Regions from separate parts of the Sus scrofa genome. Here region 2 is linked to region 1. A link is a contact called in public HiChIP or PLAC-seq data. All regions are on one chromosome and are shown on one strand. The core of a region is the stretch at or near the end of the contact, and the rest is flanking DNA. Distances in the headings are between cores, read along the strand shown.

What was found. HiChIP or PLAC-seq counts read pairs in DNA pulled down with a chosen protein or histone mark.
Region 2: an H3K27ac HiChIP or PLAC-seq map of alveolar macrophages shows a contact between it and region 1. The contact joins the promoter of ATG3 here to the promoter of CCDC80 in region 1. A contact is called at or near these places in 1 of 47 Hi-C or Micro-C datasets (embryonic fibroblasts) and 2 of 2 datasets of contacts at active chromatin or transcription factors (alveolar macrophages and skeletal muscle).

The regions. Positions count from the first base shown.
Region 1 is chr13:147,201,858-147,204,726 of Sscrofa11.1, reverse strand. CCDC80 (coiled-coil domain-containing protein 80) reads right to left here and starts at 1,394. Exons shown (of 8, transcript XM_003132680.4): 1 at 1-1,394.
Region 2 is chr13:147,277,601-147,280,469 of Sscrofa11.1, reverse strand. ATG3 (ubiquitin-like-conjugating enzyme ATG3) reads right to left here and starts at 1,360. Exons shown (of 12, transcript XM_003132682.6): 1 at 571-1,360. The coding sequence starts at 642. SLC35A5 (probable UDP-sugar transporter protein SLC35A5) reads left to right here and starts at 1,084. Exons shown (of 7, transcript XM_013982457.2): 1 at 1,084-1,377; 2 at 2,174-2,323. The coding sequence starts at 2,194.

The DNA.
Region 1 (2,869 bases), core at 145-2,644:
CATTTATTTGCTTAGCCAGAGCACTTGTACTTTTAGAGTCCTTCATTCTGGAATAATTGTGTAACCATCCTTTTTGCCTTTCTTAATAGGTCCTTAAAGTCTTTTATTCTTTTTCTTGAATATCCCATGGCTTCCACTAACCTACACAGAATGTGCATAACATTCGTCATCTATGCAATGGTAAAGTTGAAATCAAGTCACTTTAGCAACCTGGATTGTACGGGGAAAGCCAGCCCAATCCTGACCTGTGTCTTCCTGGGGGGACTCAGACTTTCTTCCCTCCTGTAAGCATCAGCCACTAGATGGCACGCTAAACACACAGGAGGGAGAAAACCTAACTGCCACCTCAGTGTCTCCCCAGTTTTCCCCACCGCACCCTCTCACAGACTCACAAGCATTTTTCAACCTCAACACATAAAGCCTCTCCTGGGACCTCAGAAAATATTCCCAGGAAAGTCCAGGGAGCATACATCTGTTAAGAGCAGTTAGGAAGCAAGTTAGCATGCACCTCTTTCTGGAAAAGCCCATACCGATGTATGATTTGCAATGATCTTCAATTTCTAGTCCATTTCTAGTCAATTTCTAGGCTTAAAATCTCTGGTTTTTGTTGTTGTTGTTGTTGGTCTTTTTAGGGCTACACCCATGGCATATGGAGATTCCCAGGCCAGGGGTCCAATCGGAGCTACAGCTGCCAGCCTGCACCACAGCCACAGCAACGCCAGATCCGAGCTGCCTCTGTGAACTACACCACAGGTCACGGCAACGCTGGATCCTTAACCCACTGAGCAGGGCCATGGATCAAACCCAGAACCTCATGGTTACTAGTCAGGTTTGTTTCCTCTATGCCAGAACTGGAACTCCTCCTAAAATCTCTATTTTTAAAAGCACTCCACCTAGATCTTTCCTTTTTTTTTTTTTTTTTTTTTTTTTTTTTTTTTTTTTCTGTTACCTAAGAAAGAAATAGTAACTAATTGCAGAGAGAGAGAAAGAGAGTGGAGAGAGATTTTTGAGATCAATGTTGAGAGAAATGTAAAAAGAATAAAATCCAAAACTAGATTTTAGAAATCCTAATTTAGGAACACACTGACAAGACACTGCCTGACATTTGTCACACAGTAATTTGGAGGGAGTAAAGGAAAGAATGTGCAAAACAGAATTACTTCAGTGACACTGGGATAGGGGGGATTATTTGATGAAAATCATACTAAACATAAGGAGGCAAGCAGAGGAGGGTGTGCTAACTGAGCAGAACTGCACTGACCTGGGACTAAGACTCAGGAAAATATCCTGTCCCAGGCACCCGAGAGAAACTATCGTTTCTGTCACATACACTTGATCCTCTGCACAGAGCAACACTGTGTGGATCTTACTGACTGGATTCAAAACATTGTTCTACTGCCTAAAAAAAAAAAAAAAAAAAAAAAAAAAAAATTATTTACTGAAGAGGAAACTATGAAAACAAATGAAGAGGAAAAAGATGCAAGTTCTTCATGTGGTCTTGAAGGGAAACCACCTCTCCCACTCTGTGATAACCGGTACCCCCAGCAGGAAAAAGAGCAGAGCCATTTTCTTCCCTTTTTCCATTTGCAGACTTTAATCAAAATTCAGTTTTCAGCCATGTTTATGGTGTTCAGAGTGAAAACGAACTCTTCTCTTTCTTAGTATAGGACAAACTAAAGTAATAAACAGCAAAGTCAAGGGGAAAGCCCATAATCAGGCTGCTGCTGCGGCCCAGGGAGGCTCCGAAGAAAGGGTAATCCCCAAAAAGAAACACCCTGAACTTGTCCCTGAAATGTCAACAAGGTCACAGGCTTAATCCAAAGTTAAGGTATATGTATACTTAAAAAAAAAATAAATAAATCAAAATAAAAGTTACCTGGTAGATATGGGCCAAAACTTTGGGGGAGAACAGTTTCAATATCCTTTTTTTTTATTCATTTAGTTTTGATTACTTCAGTTTTTTTGTGTTTTTTGTTGCTGTTGTTATTTGTTTGTTTTTGGTGGTGGTGGGGGGACTTAAAGGACTTTTTTCCAAGTGGAAAGTTGTTTAATTAAGAAAATGTTGAATTCTTTTTTTTTTGTAGTTTTTTTATTACTCAATGAATTTTATTACATTTATAGTTGTACAATGATCATCACAACCAAATTTTATAGCATTTCCATCCCAAACCCTCATGCATCCCTTCACTTCCCCCAATCTGTCTCATTTGGAAACCCCAAGTTTTTCAAAGTCTGTGAGTCAGTATCTCTTCTGCAAAGAAGTTCATTGTGTCCTTTCTTTAGATTCCACATGTAAGTGATAGCATATGACCTTGGTGTCTCATTGTCTGACTGACTTCACTTACCACAATAATTTCTAAGTCCATAGCCACAAATGCTGTTATTTCTTTCCTTTTAATGGCTGAGTAATATTCCATTGTGTATATGTACCACTTCTTCTTTATCCACTCCTCTGTTGATGGACATTTAGGTTGTTTCCATGTCTTGGCTATTGTATAGAGTGCTGCAATGAACATTGGAGTACATGCATCTTTTCAAGTCATGGTTTTCTCTGGCTAGATGTCCAGGAGTGGGATTGCTGGATCAGATGGTAGTTCTATTTTTAGTTTTCTGAGGAATCTCCATACTGTTTTCCACAGTAGTTGCACCAATTTACATCCCCACCAACAGTGTAATAGTGTTCCCTTTTCTCCACACCCTCTCCAGCACTTATTGTTTGTAGACTTTTTGATGATGGCCAAGGAAAATATCGAATTCTTAATTAAAGCAAATTGAAGTATCTTGCCGTAGCAGAGATTAAGGAACTATGTGAATAACTTAATGGCTCATTTTAAATCTTCAGCCCCTCATTTTGCTGCTTGGGGGTTTA
Region 2 (2,869 bases), core at 111-2,610, 76 kb before region 1:
AACTTGGAAAGGGGGGTGTTGTCTGTTAGCTGGGTTAAATGGTACTGAAAGAAATAATGTTGCAAATTTCACCTTCTTTTTCTGAAATCTAGTAATTTGGGACCTTAGTCACAACTTACTATTTCAAACCCCTAATTAAAAGAGACTTACTATGAACTTTGAAAGAAAAAGGTGACATCTCATTTTAATACCAAACTGATTTCATTTTTTAAGATAAGCAAAATCTTCATTTCAGTAGTTCAAAAGACTTCCGACGTTAGGATTTAACGTCCTCAAAAATCACTTATCTACGGACCACCATCCAACCTGATTGTACCAAGAGGAGCTGAGTGCTGACGGGTGGGAGACAGAAGTATGCAGAGTCGGTCCAAATTACCCAAGAGCCAGAGGAAACACCTAGGGAACAGCTAGGTAAGACCGCAGGTAGGGGCTGCACCTTTTCCCGTGTACCATTCCTACCGCCTTCCCACACTTTTTGCCACCGGAGAACCAGGTGACTCTCCAGGCGCCCGGCCCTAGATCCCTGCAAAGCCAAGCGTGTGGGTGACAGTCCCTGACAAGCCCACTTACCTTGAGGACCGGGGTCAGGTACTCAGCTACTTCCAGTGCCTTTCCCTTTACCGTGTTAATCACATTCTGCATCCTGGGGCCGGAGGAGCGGCCGGCCCCGAGACAGAGTGGAAAGGACAGCCGGACAGGGATCGGGAGTCAGAAAACGTCCCCGCCGCCGACGACTGGCCTCGACACCCGAGGCGACGAGACGCGACGAGACGCGACGGGACGGACGGGACGAGGGGGAGGGGCGGCCGGCGGGGCGAGAGAGAGCGGGGAGCGCGCTCCTCGCGCCCCAGGCAGCGCGCGGTGGGCCGGGCCCAGCTGTCACCAGGCCGCAAGGGAGAGCGGTGGGGCCGACTTAGGGGGAAAAGCGGGCGCACGCGCACCCTCGCCTTCTCAGGGGCTGTCTTCTCCGCCTAGCTTCACTCGCACCCCTTCCGGCTTCTCCTTCCTCCTCTCACTCTCTCGCCGTAGCTCCGCCGCCACCTGGACCTCACGTGACAGAGGACTCTCCCGACACGTGACGCGAGAAAGGCCGCGCTTGGGGCGGGATCGGGTCGCTTTTCCCCTCCCTCCGGAAGCGTAACACTGAGCGCGCCTGCGCAATGGGCGCCAGGTCCGCTCTTTCTAGCGTCGGGTAGTTATTGTGCTTTCTGTTCCAGAATAGGAGGGTTGGGTGCAGAGGCTTATTCGCCTTTCTTTTCCACCCATAGCTTCCCTGCCTATGTGCCCTAAAAGCTGCTGCTGTTGCGGAGCCAGACAGTTACTGCTTTAGCTCTAGGATGCATGCTCTTCCGCAGGAAGCTCTTCGAAGGGACCAAGGTAACAGCGCCCCCACCCCGGGGCGGGGTGGGGGCAGAGGCAAAAGAATGCGCGTGCGTTTGAGGGGAGGGCGCACGGGTGACAGAAGGCGTTCCTAAATCGTGGAGGGAAACCTGCCCTTCGGGTGGGGAGGGGTGTCTTTTTGGCTTTGGTACACTTGGGCCCACTAGGCTGTGGGTGTTGGTACTTCCAGCCCATCTCTCACCAATACCACCGGCTCTGCGCTCCATTAAACTGGCATGCTTTGGGCAGGGTAACTACTCAGTGTAGAGTCTAGTGTCTTCAACATCTCAAAAAAGGGCCTTGGAGTCATTGATTTCTAAGTTCCCCTCTGCTTCCAACACTAGTTGGAAATTAAAGTAACAGCAGTGTTTCAGATATTTCCATTTTGGTCATTATTTAACGAATCTTTCACTGCAAGTTCTTTTTTTTCCTCCTATGGAAAAGCTGCTACTAAGGAGAAAAATACAAATCTGAAATTATCTTTTAGACCACAGTTGCTCATAAGAGTGAAAGTTAAAAGAATTGTTTCTCTGCAAAATTCTGCAGTCCCAAACTGTCCTTTTGTCAGCACTTCTAATCTAGCCCTTGCCTTTTCTGTGTCTAGAGTTCCCCTTCCTATCAAATTTTGACTGTTTCATTTCCTTTCACCATAGTTTTTCTTGTAGTTCTCAACTTTTTTGATTTTGATATAGACATCTAAAAAATTCCTTTTCTGTTCTTCACAAGTCAGTGGTATGTACATTATACTTAATCGGCTGTCAGGGTTGTTCATGAACATGTCCTTCTCTTTAAGGCAGTTGAAAAAACAGTGAAATGGAAAGCACATGTTGTGGTCTTCCAGTGTTATGCTCCTGGTCAACAATGTATGCATTCCTGCTAGGGGTGGTATTCATTGCTTTAAGCTCAAGTCGCATCCTACTTGTAAAATATTCAGCCAATGAAGGTAAGTTAAGACTTGGATTATGTATGGAACTCTGCCATTTAATCACCCATTGTCTTTCTTGTCTTTGGTTTCCTTGTGTGTAAAATGGGGATTATATCCTTAAAAGTACTCTGCTTCATGTGAGTAATAAAGCATGATTCAATTTGGTTCTTTAACCTTTCATACCTTAGCAAGAAAAATTTTTGATGCTGAGTGAAATTTGGGTCAGGCAAGTACAGAATCAAACCCTTAGCAGAATGGATCATAACATCTGACTATTCAGTCAACAGGTGTTTCTGGGCCTGTAGCAATATGTATTATAACTTATCTTGAAATATGAGATATTTGTTGATCCCCTGGCATTTATAAGATAGTATTTTAATTACATTATCAATGAAACAGTATAGGTTATTAGCTTTGACAAATACATACTCAAGAAATCTTGTTCTTAACAGAAGAATTTGTATTTAAACAGTTTTATTCCATAAAACCTTATTGAGAATCTCTCACTAGTTATTGAGGACACATAAAGTTGGATACTGTGACTGTTAATGGTCTGCTTGGGAA